Regions from separate parts of the Mus musculus genome. Here all the other regions are linked to region 3. Evidence: chromatin contacts called from public Hi-C, HiCAR-type and promoter capture Hi-C data. All regions are on one chromosome and are shown on one strand. Each heading gives the region's core, a stretch centred on a gene start, on an enhancer-like site or on the middle of the called end of the contact. The rest is flanking DNA. Distances are from core to core; before and after follow the strand shown.

Region 1 (3,950 bases), core at 643-3,142, 1.5 Mb after region 3:
TTATAATGACTACTGAGATTTAACTCACATCCCACCCAACTCACCTTTTGAAAGTGTATAGCTAAAATCGGGGTTGTGGCTCAGGGCAGAATGTTTATCAGGCACGTGGAAGGCACTGTCTGGCGGCACGAGCCCAGCACCGCACACAGTGCAGAATTCAGTGGCTTTTCTTACCCTGTCCTGCCATTTTGCTTTATCCACTTATCCCTGGGGGGACTTAGGGTTCTCTAGTTCGAGGACGTTGTTAATAAAGCTGGTGTGAGTTGCTAAGAGACAATTCAGTAGATAAAGATGCTTGCTGAAGCCGGGCGTGGTGGTGCACGCCTTTAATCCCAGCACTCGGGACGCAGAGGCAGGCGGATTTCTGAGTTCGAGGACAGCCTGGTCTACAAAGTGAGTTCCAGGGACAGCCAGGGCTACACAGAAAAAACCTGTCTCGAAAAACAAAAAAAAAAAAAAAAAAAGATGCTTGCTGAAAAGCCTGAGTTCCATCCCAGGCACCACGAGAGGAGGGACTCTCATCACACACACACACTACGTAATTTAGAAATGATTTTTTTTAATAATGCTGATAAGTACACTCATGTGTAGACATTCTGTATTCCCAAAACAAAAACTATTAAGACAGACCAAACAAAACGTTAAAAGCATTTGTGAATAGTGAAGGAGGGATTAGGTTTTCTCTTCTAAATTTTCATTTTATCTTGTTGAGACTGGGTCTCCTACATCCAAGGCTGCCCTTCAGTCCCTGACCTTGCTGCTTCCACCTCACAAAAGCCAAGACCTCAGGCCTGTGCCACCAGAACTCCTTTATTTAACTAGAATGTTTGGAAATTAAAAAGAAAAATCAATCATGGGGGGGGGGGGCGGGGGGAGGACCGTCAGGGTCAATCTGGAACTGACTAAAGGCTAAGAAAGCCAAAGCAGGCCTCTCTGGCGCTGGGCTTTAAGTGCCTGCACCCTCGGGCATCGCCGGTTTGGCTAGGCTGTAAAGTGGCACTGTGGGACAAAGTGGCACTTGTTGATATTCACGGCAGCCACGGGCCTTGCCAAATGGCTGATTTACTTTGCCTGGAGTTTGTCCCTCAGCTCTGCCTCTTCCTACACTCTCTTACCCCAGTATAAAGCCCTTCTTTTTTAATGTTTTTTTTTTTCTAATAACCACATTTTTCTATTTTGAAACAGTTTCAGGAAATCCAAACTGGCCTCAAACTGACTCTGTAATGAGGGCTGGCCTGGATCCCCCTGCCTCCACCTGGCGGCAAGTGCTGGGATTGCAAGCATGCCACACCACGCCCAGACAGTCATTCATTCACGCATTCGTTATTTATTTACTTATTTTAATAATTTAAGTCCGTGTGTGAAGGTCAGAAGACAGCTTATTGAAACCGGTTTTCGGTTTCCGCCTTCCCAAGGGACTGAACCCAGGTCTTCAGGCTTGATAGAAGCTCCTTTACCCTTGGAGCCACCGAGCCTGTCCAAAGATTTTTAAGAGAACTATTTTTAAAACACACAAACGCTCTTCTCTTCTGACGCTTGGGACTTACGACAGGTTCCATGCCGCACTCACCTTCCGCGTGAATTTTTTGACACCCCCCCCCCGGCCCCCCAGAAACTCGGATTTGCCCCACGGCAGCGGGCGTTTCCCCTGGGGGAGGAGCAAGAAGAGCTTACAGCACTCGGGAAGCACGAGTTTGACTCATGCCTTAGCGGACTCAGGAAACCCGATTAGCAAAACCTAGATTTCTTTGTCTGGAGAAAGGAGATGACTCACAGAAACCACGTGCAAAAGAAAGGCATTTAAAAGGGCTCGATGGAAAGTCACTGCGGGCTGGGGAGCCCCTGGCGTCACCCGCCCGCGCTCCCGCCTCTGGCCGCTGGAGGCAGCAGGGTCACGAGGCAAAAAGACTTTCCTGACCCTTGCTTCTCAGTTTTTGTTCTAAAAGGCAATGTTAGCTCCTAACCGCAATTCTGGCCAAGTGTGGTGACTTTGAAACCAAACCTGGAGCCACAATGTTGTTAAAGAGCCACGTTGTTATTAAGTCTCCATACCTTACAAGAATAAATTTGTTTCCTAAGCCTAATAATGTATTCTACAAACCATGTTTTTCAACCTGTGCTTAACTTGTAACCCCATGATGTATATACCCTTTGTAAATCCCTTTGCCTTGCTAAACCCCTGAATCTGTAAGCTATGATTGCCCTTTTGCCTTACGGAAATGTTTTTCCAGATACCTTGATGAGTGCCCTTCCACACCCCACAGACTGCCTTAGGTCCTGAGTAGCCCCTCTCCTCCACCACCATGTCCCCACCCCAACTTCTATGTCCAGGGGCTAACAGCCAATTATCTCAACAGCTCTTCTCTATCAACCCTAACCCTTCCACATATAAGAGACCTCAAAAGCCAGTGAGGGGATGTTCTGAGACCCGAACTTAGGGAAAGTGCACAGTCTAAACACAGCTTGCTTTAATCAGACAGTCGTCGAAATAGTTTTTTTCTCCGGTCTAAGGTTGACCCACATTTTAAACCCCAACACTAGGAAGGCACAAAGGGCCATTTCTGTGGATTCCAGGCCAGCCTTGTGTACATAGCAAATTACAGCCCAGGCTACATAGACCCTGTCTCGAAACAATATTGCCTTTAATCCCAACTCTAAGATCAGGTGTTGAAAGTCATCCTCAACTACATAGTGAGTTTGAGACCAAAACTGCAGGGCCCCATACACAGAATAGGAGCCTGGCATGGTTACATATGTCTACAATACCCAAGTGTAAACAGGTGAAGTTAGAAGACTGCAAATTTGTGGCTAGCCTGGACTACAAATAGAAACCACGTCTCAAAATGGAACAAAATCAAGAACTCCACCTCTGAAACCTTTGGCCCCATTCCCACTATAGCTGAAGGCCAGCATGGATCTCAGTACAGAACTGGCTTTTCTGCCAAGAACAGGGACTTCAGAAAGAAGTTGGCTGAGGCCTGGAAGTTAGAAGGTGGTTCCTTAAAAATGCAGTCAGTTGTTTAATAGAGAATTTGCTGTCTTTGGGATTTCTCCTGCAGAACTTTCGAGGAGTAGAGAAGCTTCAGCCAATATTGAGAAAGCCAATAGAAGTCAGACATGGTGGATGGACCATTCCTGCAATCCTAGCACTTGGGGTGTAGAGAAAGGTGTGCTAGCTCAGAATCAGCTAGGACTACAGTCTTAGGCCAGCCTTGGTAGATAGCAAGACCCAGGCTCAAAAAGAACTAATTTAGCTCACGGCTTTAATTGCAGCCCCTGGAGGCAGAGGTAGGCAGATCTCCTTGAGTTCAAGGCCAGTCTGGTCTACAGCTGGAGCTCCGGGACAGCCAATGACGTGTTAGAATGGCGGGTAGCCGCTCAACAGCACACTAGGCCAAAGCAGTTCAGCGTGGAAAAGGTTCTATTGGAAGGGAGAGACAAAGTAGTGGCAGAGAGAGAAGAAGAGGGGGAGAAAGAAAAGAGGGGGAAGAAAGAGCGAGGAAGGGATGTTCTCCTTATTTATATGGAAAATGACATAACAAGTAAGGGTGGGAGGTGAGCCAAGTGAATGCTGGGAAGATGGTGCCCGTTGTCTTGGCAACCGGTCTGGAGGTTGCAGGTCGCGCTGTGGCCTATGTGATATCATAGGTTTGGAATGTCCTGATGCCAACATACCTCCCTTCTTGTTATTATAAAGAGAAGGGAAGAAAAAGGGTGTGGGAGCAGGGCGTGGTGGCGCACGCCTTTGATCCCAGCACTCGGCAGGCGGATTTCTGAGTTTGAGGCCAGCCTGGTCTACAAAGAGAGTTCCAGGACATACGGAGAAACCCTGTCTCAAAAGAAAAAAAGAAAAGAAAAAGAAAAAGGGCGGGGGGAGCCGATGGTGAAAAGGGAACGAGGGTGTCGTGTCTCTTAAGCTGCTTCCTGCTGTCTAGGGGTGTCGTCAATTT
Region 2 (3,607 bases), core at 1,065-3,564, 1.9 Mb after region 3:
ATTAGACCCGATGAGTCCTAGGTGTCTTGGGAGGGACAGGAGTGATCTAAGAAGTCCAAGTTACAGGTTGTCCCCACTGGTCCACCCCTCTCGTTTCCCATTTCTGTGAACATTGGGACTGATGGCAGTAACCCAGACCTGACTTTAAGTCAGGCAACATGTATATATAGGGGTTTGTAAGAATAGATTTTTTTTTTTTAAATCAAAGAGAGACAACAGGTAAGGGAGATGCCCTCTACAATGAACTCCTGCGTGCTCACAAGCAGAAGCACATGTGTACACACATGTGGGGCAGTGGGCATGGGGAATAAAGGGGTCGGAGAGAACCCAGGTCCTGTCAGAGTCCCAGTGCTCCTTAACCATTGTTTTCCAAGGAGGTCATTTGGATATCCTGTTCCTCCTGCTGTGACATTGAGAAAAGCAAAGAAACACCTGTTAAAACAACAACAACAACAACAACCAACCAACCAACCAAACCACAAATAAACCAACACAAACAGTTCCCCCAATCACAAGGTAGAAATCGGGCATATCCAAGGCATAGGACTTTCTGTGAGATAAGGGACTAGACTCAAGAGCCAAGGACAAGGTGGGGGAGGCGGGAATTATTCCCAGAGAATCCTCATTGATGGTCTCAATAATTACGTCAAGGGGTTGAAACAAGGAAAAGGCTGAGAAACCATCCTAGCCTTGGGGAAACTGAGGAAACATGACTAGATACACTGTGGGATACTGGATTGGTAAGAGGACTTTAGTAGAAACACTGAAATCATAATTAAGTCTGCTGCCCATTTACTTGCACACCAGTAACACTTTTCTTCTCAGTTTATCATGGTTATGTAAGGCGTTAGCACCCGGGAGGACTGAGGGCTCTGAGGTTCAACTTTACAACATTTTTATAAATCTCAAGTTATTCATAGTGTAAAGTCTACAGACCTTGTTTAGAGCAGCACCGAGACACATTAGTAAAAACTCCGCATGAGACAGACTGCTTTGAGGATAAAGCCTTGCAGATTTTTTGGTGGGTGTGATAACCTTTACCCGTTGGAAATAAATACCAAATCGTGGCACTCCCATATGAAACTATGTTAGGAGGAAAGACTCCCACAAACCAAGAGGAGGCAGGAGACATACCAAGCACACCCTAAAGCTGCACACATCCGGGTAAGGGCTGCACACAGAGTTATGCAATGTTTTGTTTGCTTGTATCTGAAAATCTCCACAGGAAGCTGAAGAATAGAACAAAAGCAAAACTTGCACTCGCAGGCCAGGAAACAAGGCTTCCAACCGTGCAACGCAGGTACAGAAAATTCACCTAGAGGGTGTATAATCAATAAAACTGACAAAATTTACATTACTTCCCTTTGTCCTTATTACCTGTTATCCCTCGTAGAAACCAAGGGTAACTTAAAAGGGGTAATGAATCCCGTTAATTACATCTTAGTTCAAAGAAAAGTCCCTAACAGGAAGGATCTTATGGCTGACCCGGACCAGTAGTGATGCGAAGAGAAGGCGTATTGTCTGGCTAATTTGTGAAAATACGGTGGGCTGGGTACAGCTCCAGCGGCAGCTAATGCCCGTCTCACGAACTCCATGCGACCTCTACTGTTAGGACAGTGGAGCTTGTGCCTCGACGTCACGATGGCTTTCGGCCTTTCTGGAAAACAAACGAACCAAACTAAACCAAAAACCAAACAACAAACCGAACAAACAAAAAACCCGAACGCAGTACAGAGCGGTAAAGCAAAGTCCTATCTTCATCCCAATTTTCTGGACATAACTGAATGTTCAGGATTTGGGAGGAGTGTTTTATTATTGTTGTTGCGTTTTCCCTCGCGCATTAAAAAGATGCCACCATTTTAACACGTGAAAGAAAGGACAGAACCCTTAGCCTTGGTTTTCAGTGTGTCACTTTCACATTCCGATTCAGGGAAGCTGGGGGGCATTCGTTGTAAAGGTATTAGCCTAGCAGTGCACATTATAAAGTTCTTGGACTTTGAGAAACTCAGGATTTTCCAAATTTAGCTACAAAGGGCACGGGAAGCCAACGGAGGGCCGGGTGCATCACACTGTTCTAGGAATTAGCTTTTTACTCGCTTCGGTGTGTCACTTCGGCCACAGAGGGAGACAGACGATTACGGCCCACGGAAGGCCGCGTGAGTCTCGTGAAGCTGGAGATGCGCTGGGTCTACCTTTCGCCGTCCGCTCCGCCTTGGCAGAGGCGCCGACACGCACCGAAGGCAGAGAACCCATCTCGTATGGGACCGCACCGGACACGGGCGCCTGGGCCAGGAGCAGAGCCGGGCCGTAGAATAGACATGGCCGTCGGGGGCGGGGCTTCGGAAGGTTTAACCAATCCAAACTGTTGTATTTTGCATAGCCCCAAAGCATTTTGGTTAACAGTAAAAACATCCTAAATTTAAGTATTTTAATTTAAACTTAGAACGAAGCGAGTATAAAAAGGATTATTTAACCCTAAAACGGATTCAGGATTTGTTATAATATCAAGTACAGTCGGCTACATAAGGTCACCACATGTGTAAAGTTACAAAATTCTATGGCCTTATATACCTACCAAGAGCCTGCTTACTCTCGGATGTGAGGGCGATCTGGCTGCGACATCTGTCACCCCATTGATCGCCAGGGTTGATTCGGCTGATCTGGCTGGCTAGGCGGGTGTCCCCTTCCTCCCTCACCGCTCCATGTGCGTCCCTCCCGAAGCTGCGCGCTCGGTCGAAGAGGACGACCTTCCCCGAATAGAGGAGGACCGGTCTTCGGTCAAGGGTATACGAGTAGCTGCGCTCCCCTGCTAGAACCTCCAAACAAGCTCTCAAGGTCCATTGTAGGAGAACGTAGGGTAGTCAAGCTTCCAAGACTCCAGACACATCCAAATGAGGCGCTGCATGTGGCAGTCTGCCTTTCTTTTGTAGTTCCTGCAATTTAATTTTCGTTTAAAACTTTATTTTATTCTTTAACTTAAAAAAAATATATATTTTTATTTTTTTAATTGGGTATTTATTTCATTTACATTTCCAATGCTATCCTATCCCAAAAGTCCCCCACACGCTTTCCCACCCACTCCCACTTCTTGGCCCTGTCATTCCCCTGTACTGAGGCATATAAAGTTTGCACGACCAAAGGGCCTCTCTTTCCACTGATGGCCGACTATGCAGCTAGAGACAGGAAAAAAATTTTTTTTTAATTAAAAATTTTTTAAATCTTTAAAAATTCTGTTATGTTAATAGATGTAAATAGAGATGTAAATATGTTTAAAAGGTGTGTGTGTGAGAGAGAGAGAGAGAATATGAGTTCAGGTGAAGGTTCCAAGCAGTCGTAACAAAGATTCTGTCTGGGAACAGTTCTACCCCACCTCTCTCTTTCTTCCTTCCTTCCTTCCTTCCTTCCTTCCTTCCTTCCTTCCTTCTTCCTTCCTCTCTCTCTCTCTCTCTCTCTCTCTTGTTTTAAACATTTATTTAGTTACTTGTTTGTTTGTTTCAGGTTTCCTCTGTGTGGCCCTAGCTGTTCAGGGACTTTCTCTGTAGACCAGGGTAGCATTGAATTTAGAGATCTGCCTGCCTCCCAAACTCTGGAAATAAGAGCATGAGCC
Region 3 (4,067 bases), core at 541-3,040:
CTGACCTCGAACTCAAAAATCCGCCTGCCTCTGCCCCCCGAGTGCTGGGATTAAAGGCGTGAGCCACCAACGCCCGGCAAGTCTTTCTTAATTTTAAACTACATTTTCTTAATTCTGTAATATTTCTAAATCATATCTTAAAGCATGGCCTGGATATATTTCATCTAGAAAACAAAATCCTGCAATTACCCCCAAAGAGTAAATATACTTAACAATTACTGAACGCGGACTTATTTTCCTAAACATATTTACAAATCCGATTACCAGGAAATTTAAAGTCGAATGAACGTTTACGTTCCCGGTTCACAACTGCAACTAAATGTACCTGTATTATGGAAGTCCCTTTACAGCCATAGGCAAAAACCAGTATCGTTATCCATTTACCACCACACCAAACCAAAATAGACCTTTTAAGCCGGCTTGGTCCACCAACTGAAATAGTTAACTCTGCTTCACAAGCGACTAAAAATGGGAACACACCCTAACTCTTTTACCTTCCCCGGCTGTCTCCAAACCGACACTTGGAAGCTCATTCTCTCTCTTTTTTTTTTTTTCCACCTCCCATACCTGCTTTACAAAGTATAAACAACCAAACACATCTCACCGGAGTTCGGGGCACCGCCGGGTCTAACCTGCACCCCGAGGGCAGCGGCTAGCCTGGGAGCTTTTAACCACAGGGCAGTGTTAACCACCACCTCTCCCCCTGCCTCCTTGGATCGGCCAGTTTCAACCAAGCTTAGGTCTGAAACTTTCCACGAACGCTTAAGAAAGACGCGGACGAAGTCTGCTCCTCACCCACTAGGCACCCATCGAGAATATGGAGGTGGGAGCGAGCCCAAGCCTTCGGCGCGCCCCTCGCAGGCCGCCCTGGGCCTCGGCTCGCTGCGCTACCACCGCGCCGCCTCGCGCCGGCCTGCCCGAGCCTTGGCCCGGGCGGACCCGAAGTCGGCGCGCCTGCAGCGCGTTCCCAGCGGGCCATCGGCCGTCCGGGCCCCCGTGGCCCCCGCGGCCCCAAGCCCACCCGGAGCAGAGAGCTGAGTATCACGGCCCGGGGGTGGGAGACACCCCGGTGTCGGCGAATTTCGCCCCCGACTCTCCCCCGAGGGAGACCCGAGCGTACCTTTCAGGAAAAGAGCCCCAGCGCTGCCACCGCTCTTGCCCGCCGCCATCTTCCTCCTTCCACGCCGCCTCCTTCTTACTCCATGGCCGACACCGGCGCGGTGCTGGCGGGGAATGGGGGCCGCGCGTCGGGAGGGTAGCAGCCGCAGGGTGGCGGGCCTCGGGCTCGACCTCCGCGAGGGGCGCTCCCCGCCGGCCGGGCCCCCCACACAAAAGCGGGCCTGACGGGAGGCGGCGAGGCCCACGGCCTGGGCTGCTTCTCCTCAGGCGCCTACCGGGGACCGTGAGCGGCGGCGGCGGCGCTTCCCGGGCCCGGCTCCCCTCGGCACACGACTCCCCATCCACCGGGCCGCGCCGGCCTCTGAGGAGCTCCCTCCGCTCCCCTCCGCCCCGCTCCGCCGCTGGCTCCGGAGGACGGAGAACGGAGCGAACGCTCACACGCCTTCTACGTCCCGGGCCGTAAAATGGCCGCAGCGGCTTGAGCCGAGCGAGGGCTCCGCGACCGTGAGGCGCCCGCGACCCCTCGCTGCTCCAGCAGTGGCCGCCGCCGCCCGCCCACCCCGCCCAGGCGTCAGAGCATCAGCCCAGGCCTCGGCGACTGTCCATGTGGACGGGGGTGGGTCTCCGCCACCGCCGCGCGTCGGTCGCCACAGCAGCCCCGCCGCCGCTCCTCCCCCACCGGCCTCCGGGCCCGCCCCGCCGCCGCCGCCGCCCCAGAGCCTCTCTCTCCCTTCGGGTCCCTGCTCGCCCCCCTCCGGGCTCGGCCGAACCCGAGCCGGGGGCTGTCGTCCTGCCGGCCTGGGGTGGCCTTGTCTGGCCGGCCTTGGCGAGGGACGAACAAAAACCCCTTCCTCGGAAGGCCCCCATGGCAGAGCCGGCCTGCGAGCGCTTGCCAGCCTGCCGGCCAGGTATTCTATTTGGTCGAGTCGCACCACAAATTCTAAAGAAACGCTCCAAGTTCTTGTCTGACCCTGAATTTAAAACGTGCCATGGGAAGGAAAAAAAAAAAAAATGAAGCCAGGTAATTGGAAAATAAAATTGTGTTCACATCCATCTTCCAAACAATGCATATATGATATGATTGAGCCAGTACACTTTGTGTGTGTGTGTGTGTGTGTGTGTGTGTGTGTGTGTGTGTGAGAGAGAGGGGGGGGGGGGAGAGAACACAGTAGACTATGATACAATTTGAGGGGCTTTTTTTTTTCTTCTTTTTTCTTACAAACCCCATGTAGTGGTGTAGGTTTTTCCCAGTCCATAAAGGGATAGAGACAGGTGGATCTCTCTGTCAGATGGAGGCCAGCCTGGTCTACAAAGGAAGAGCCTGTCTTCAAAAACAACAACAACAACAACAAATCCATGAAAAATGCAGAAAATGAAAAAAAAAAGTTACAGAAATTCAAGCCCCTTAGCTGTGTGGTCAGCTAATAAACATTTTTTTCTTTCCTTTCCTTCCTTCCTTCCTTTCTTTCTTTCTTTCTTTCTTTCTTTTTTTTTCTGGTTTTTTCAAGACAGGGTTCCTCTGTGTAGCCCTGGCTGTCCTGGAACTCAGAAACCCGCCTGCCTCTGCCTCCCAAATTCTGGGATTAAAGGTGAGCTAGCGCTACCACTGCCCGGCTACATTTTTTCTTTAAAAAAAAAAAAAAAAGTGGGTGGGGTTGGGGGGAGGGTGTTTTGCCTGCATTTAGGGTGGGAAAGCTGCTTCTTGTAGTTACTTCAGAGGCCGGAAGAGGGTACCCAGGCTAACCAAACTGCTGAATCCATTTCTCCAGCCCTTTGAGTGAAAAAGTGAAACATAAAAAACAAAAGATTCTAGGCCTTTAGGCCCAGGCTTGAGAATGTGACCTTTGTGACTCAATGCTCCATGGTATGCTAATCATAAAACAAATAGCGGCATTCCTCCAGCAACCTGCTTCCTGGGTTCAGGGCATGTTTGTTCAAAGAAAGTCACCCTGACCCACCCTGACCATTGCTGGAACCCTCTATGCAAATATGCTATTGTTAGAGGCTCCTAGAAAACTGTCTTGACTTTCCACTTAACTGGTATTTTTGGTATTTTCCAACAAAGCCCTCCCCACCCCCTTGAGTTATGGTTTCTTCCTTTAAATACCCCCTTACCCAGCTACTCTGGGCACCACGGTCCTCTACCCCTTCGTGGTGTAAGACTGTGGGCCCAAGAGTGCTCTTGAAATAAAAGTCCTTTTGCAGTTTGCATCAAGACCATTTCTCGTGAGTGATTTGGGGTATCACCTCTCCTGAGTCCAAACGTGGGGGAGTCCTCACGTTGTGGGTCTTTCATTTAGTGCATTGGCCGGGAATCGCGACCACCCCTCACACCCAGAACCGACTTGGAGGTATAGGGATCCCCCCTGGAATGTGTGTGTGCCGGCCGGTGTCTCTATTCTGAGTGTCTGTTTTCTGTTTTCTGAAACAAACGTGCACTTGTTGTGTTGGTTTGTTTGTCTGTGTCTCGTCCTTTGTTTCTGAAGCACAGAGCAGCCTGAGTTTGGATCCGTCTGAGTTTATACTGATCAGCCTGAGTTTTGGATGCTGATATGCCTGAGTTTATACTGATCAGCCTGAGTTTGGATCCACCTAAGTTTGGTTTCTCTGGTTTTGGTTGTCCCAGTGGAAGCGGATGATGGGGTTTTCTGAAACGCACACTTTGTATTTGCAGCTGTCCTCTCGGACCATAAGGACCGGAGGACTGTGATCGGCAGACGTGCTAGGAGGACCACAGGCTGCTGCCCTGGGGGATGCCCTGGAAAGTGGGGAGAGCCAGGAATGCCTGGTAGTCTCTGGAGATTGGTCAGAGGGACCGAGTTCTGTTGTTGAAGTGGAAGCTTCCCTCTCTGAAATCGTCTAATTCTTTTGCCTGCTTGCGGAGGACAAGAAAGGGTCACGTGTGTCTGGATCTGTTGGTTTCTGTTTTGTGTGGTTTTGTGTATGTG
Region 4 (3,823 bases), core at 152-2,651, 1.5 Mb after region 3:
TTCCCTATGTTGGAAGATTCCCTTGGCTGTCCCTGCCAAAAAGGATGATCTTAGCAATAAAGGAGAGGAGATACAGTGTTGAACAAACCTATTGGCTCACACAGGATAGCAGAGGTGCAGAAAGATGAGAACCCCGAGGCTAATGAAATCTGAAGCCGTCTGTTGGAGGAGTTCAGGGGTGGGGGGGTGGGTACAAGGGGATGAGTTAGGGAAGCTGGGTTTGTTTGTTTGTTTGTTTTTGTTTTTTTGAGACAGGGTTTCTCTGTGTAGCCCTGGCTGTCCTAGAACTCACTCTGTAGACCAGGCTGGCCTCGAACTCAGAAATCTGCCTGCCTCTGCCTCCCGAGTGCTGGGATTAAAGGTGTCGCCACCACGCCCGGCTTGAAGCTGATCTTTTTGTTCTAATCAAACCTTCAAACAAATTGAAATCCACTCACATGGAGGACAAGCAAACTGACACATCAAATTAACCACACCAGAAGTGCTGTTTGTACATACATTTTATAAGAATTTGCCAGGCGGGTATGCACAAACTCAAGGGCTTTATCTCTACAGCTGTCTTTTTGAAAACTTGCCCATCAGCATTTACTGGCCCAAGAGTTAGGGATATCTTTAGTAAATCTCAGTCAGCCCTTCTTCTAGACAGGGGCCTCACCTGACTTTCTGAGCCTCTGCTCTTCCTTGGTCTGCGTGGAAATCTCTAAGGGCGTCTACCACATCTGTCTTTTCCATCGGTCTGCAGATATGGCTTTTATTACTCAGAGGCCCGATGGCCCCACCAAGGCTGACTGAAGCATTTTCCTAGTTCCTCTTTCTTAGAGTCAGCAGTAGGGAAAATCTGTCCAAATTAGATTTACAGAGAAAACTCCCCCACGCTCATACATCACGTGGCCTGCCCGCTGGGGATGTAGGTCAATGGTATGTATCAGCGTTAGTCTAATATGTGTGAGGCCCTGGGTACAATCAACAGTATCTTCCTAAAGAGAAAAGGCAGCTGCCTACATTGGGGTTCACCTCTGAAACAGTCAATTTCGTCGGACAAAACATGATTTCCTTTGCTACTTTTCAAAAGCCATATGCTGTCACAAAACGGACAAAGACTGAAAACTATTATAGACATTTAGAAGGCAAATAGTCCCTGCCCATTTCCCTAGCTCCCTATCACTGCGAGATGCAAACCCCATCGCCGCCTTCAGGCTGTCCAATGCCCGGGCTTTTACTAGTGTAACAGAGTCCTGGGCTCCCTACCGCTGGTGACACACATCTTGCACAGCGCAAACGCCACGCCCAACCCAACCCTGCCCACAGCGGGAAATTGCCCGAAACTAAAATGGCGCCTTAGGAACAGGCAACCAGATATGGGCGTGTCCTGGGGCGGGGCAATATCCTGCCCCGCCCAGCCAGCACGGCGAAGGGCTGTCCTGCCGAGAGCTAGGTTGGCCAAGCAACGACGCCGGCACATCTGCTCTCCAGGCGTTATGAGGCCCCTGCTTCGGGGTCCGGCGGGAAACGACGATGAGGAGAGCTCGGACAGCACCCCGCTCCTGCCGGGCGCCCGGCAGACCGAAGCGGGTGAGCTGCGGGACCACCGAGTGATTGCTAGTGGCAGCGTTCCTGGCGGGCGGGTGGTTCCCGGCCGTGGGCGCCTTGAAGGAGTGGCTGCGGGGTCGGGGGGACAGGTAGCCGCTGTAGTGCTGTGGGTCGGGACGGAGGTGCCTGTGGCGCTGGCGGGACTGAAGCAATTCAGGGTCGGAGGGGTACCCGATCCGAGTCAATAAGCAAAGGGGCCAAAGTGCTTCTTGCTCCCCTCCAGCGGCCGCCAGGTTTCCGCTTATGCCGGCCTGTAAACATGTGATCTGGTAGCGCCTTGTTGGGGAGGAGAGACAAAAACAAAACAACAACAAAGAAGAGTTAACAGCTGTTGAGTGTGCGGGGGACAGTTGCATAATCCCGCGAATATCTTGTGCTGTAAGACACCAAAATATTGCAGACATTTCTATTTTTTCCTTGTCTATCAGACTGCAATTTAAGTTAGGAAACAGGTTATTCTCAAGATAAGATATCTTTAGCACTCTAAGACAATATGCCGTACTAGAGGTCTTGCAGGTGCTACTTCAAAAAGCATCTTCATTGCGGGGGGGGGGGGGGGGGGCGCATGTTGCACAGAGGTATAGTCCTTGCCTGACAAGGTTCTAGTCTCCATACCCACCATCCCCCAAAACACAAGTATGTGTCTTCACTGGATTTCGCTACACTTTTGTAATGTAGCTTCCTGAAGCTACAGAAAACTAAAGGACAAATCGGCTTGGACACATTCAAGGATATAGGTGTGAGAAAGAATTGAACTGGAAATTTGCCTTTGTTGGCCCGGAACAGTCTTCTGTCGGTATGTCTTTTGTTGACATTACCAAAGAATTCTTTCGTAACTGTTTTAACCATCCTTCCCACTTGTGTGGGTAACTACCCTACTTTCTGACTTTATTCAGACTACTTCTGTTGGCTTTTGGGTGATCTGTTTTGGTTTTGTTTTTATTTTTAGAATAGTTTGTTAGGGAACTGGAAAGATGGCTCAGCAGTTAGAGCACTGGTTGCTCTTCCAGGGGACGAGGGTTCAGTTCCCAGCACCCACATGGAAGCTTACAACCATCCATAACTCCAGCTCAAGAGAGCCAACACCCTCCCTACTCAGACACACCTGTGGTACACAGACATACATACAGGCAAACATTCGTACATAGAACAGATTTTTTTTTTAAAATCTAAAATAGAATGTTTTATTTTGAAAAGTGTAAGGCATCAGTAGGTCAAACCTAGGACTTGCATTTTTTTGGTTGGTTGCTTGGTTTTCTTTGAGACAGGGTCTCATGTAGCCCCAGCTGGCCTCTATTTTGTAGCTGCAGGTGACTTAGTTCTCCTGACCTTCCTGCCTCCACCTCCTGAATGCGTGGTAAGCAAGCATTCTGTCCACTGATTCACACCTCCTGCCCCCTTGGCTTCCCTCTTGGGTTAGAATCGAAGTTTGACACTTTGCCACTGCTCTGGATTCCCTGTCCCTGTCCTCCGTCATCACATCCTCCTTGGTGCCACAGACACGTGGCACCGGAAGTTGCACGCAAGGCCGATTGCTCCGCCAGTTTGGTAGGGATATCTACCTTCCCGGCCGTCCTGTCTGTTCCACTAGGAGCCTCGTGCCCCACAAAGCTTAATTTCCCACAAATGAGAAATACACTTCTTAACACGTGAGCTCGATCTCCAGGATCCAGAGAAGGCAGTGATAGCAATTCAGTTCCTGAAGTTTCTGTGTGCTGAGTAGTGTTCTGTGTACTTTGCGGTTCATCTTCATCGTTCTGTAACAGGAGCTCAATACAGTAAGCGCTCGACGGTAATGTGAACTATTTGTTAGTAAACCAGCTCGGGGGAAGGAAGGTCCTATGTTCTCCCTGTGCCTCTCTCACATCCCTACTTCTGCAGGCCCTGGTCCTGCTTTTGCTAGAATGGCTGTGCTCACACCCACCCCACCCCCGCAGCTACCTGGCAACTTCTGCCCGTTGAGGAAGCCTCTGTTAAATATCCCTCTTCCAAAAAAGACCTTTCCTGGCTCGTCTCCCGAGATTCTCAGGCCTCCTTTCTCCCTTACATAGGTACGTAGCACTTTATTTGATTAGAAATGCTTTCTCAGAGCCAGCCAATGATGGCACTCGCCTCTCATCCCAGAACTTGGAAAGCAGAGGCAGGCGGATTGCTGAGTTCAGGACCAGCCTGGCCTAGAGCAAGAGTTCCAGGATAGACAAGGCTACACAGAGAGACCCTGTCTTGAACCCCC

What was found. Hi-C and Micro-C count contacts between places; a contact is called where the count stands out from the background. HiCAR-type assays count read pairs that join an accessible place to other places. Capture Hi-C pulls out chosen DNA fragments and counts their contacts.
Region 1: a HiCAR-type map of astrocytes shows a contact between it and region 3, with 4 times the contacts expected there. The contact joins the enhancer-like site here to the promoter of Senp6 in region 3. A contact is called at or near these places in 2 of 39 promoter capture datasets (cranial neural crest and liver), 1 of 484 Hi-C or Micro-C datasets (embryonic stem cells), 2 of 115 datasets of contacts at active chromatin or transcription factors (astrocytes and pancreatic cancer cells) and 1 of 9 other capture datasets (adipose tissue).
Region 2: a contact with region 3 is called in a Hi-C map of muscle stem cells, with 8 times the contacts expected there. The contact joins the promoter of C920006O11Rik here to the promoter of Senp6 in region 3. A contact is called at or near these places in 1 of 39 promoter capture datasets (cranial neural crest), 1 of 484 Hi-C or Micro-C datasets (muscle stem cells) and 1 of 115 datasets of contacts at active chromatin or transcription factors (astrocytes).
Region 4: a contact with region 3 is called in a promoter capture Hi-C map of liver, with 4 times the contacts expected there. The contact joins the promoter of Slc17a5 here to the promoter of Senp6 in region 3. A contact is called at or near these places in 6 of 39 promoter capture datasets (cranial neural crest, erythroid cells, frontonasal cranial neural crest and 3 more), 1 of 484 Hi-C or Micro-C datasets (B cells), 6 of 115 datasets of contacts at active chromatin or transcription factors (embryonic stem cells, epiblast stem cells, extraembryonic endoderm stem cells and 2 more) and 2 of 9 other capture datasets (embryonic stem cells and liver).

What each region holds. Positions count from the first base shown.
Region 1 is chr9:78,525,348-78,529,297 of GRCm38.p6, reverse strand. No RefSeq gene overlaps it. Among named protein-coding and RNA genes, the nearest start is that of Eef1a1, 46 kb to the right of the region's middle. Within about 2 kb of position 1,892, at least 404 of the 459 cell types and tissues checked have an H3K27ac peak or open chromatin away from gene starts, as enhancers often do. A contact at or near this core is called in adipose tissue, astrocytes, embryonic stem cells and 2 more, where this site is marked.
Region 2 is chr9:78,174,621-78,178,227 of GRCm38.p6, reverse strand. It overlaps C920006O11Rik (RIKEN cDNA C920006O11 gene), which reads right to left and starts at 2,314. Exons shown (of 4, transcript NR_040401.1): 1 at 2,193-2,314; 2 at 1,486-1,657; 3 at 1,135-1,229; 4 at 1-403. Rn7sk (RNA, 7SK, nuclear) reads left to right here and starts at 2,595; the gene lies at 2,595-2,926.
Region 3 is chr9:80,064,626-80,068,692 of GRCm38.p6, reverse strand. Senp6 (SUMO/sentrin specific peptidase 6) reads right to left here and starts at 1,790. Exons shown (of 24, transcript NM_001311110.1): 1 at 1,121-1,790. The coding sequence starts at 1,169.
Region 4 is chr9:78,585,623-78,589,445 of GRCm38.p6, reverse strand. It overlaps Slc17a5 (solute carrier family 17 (anion/sugar transporter), member 5), which reads left to right and starts at 1,401. Exons shown (of 11, transcript NM_172773.3): 1 at 1,401-1,572. The coding sequence starts at 1,479.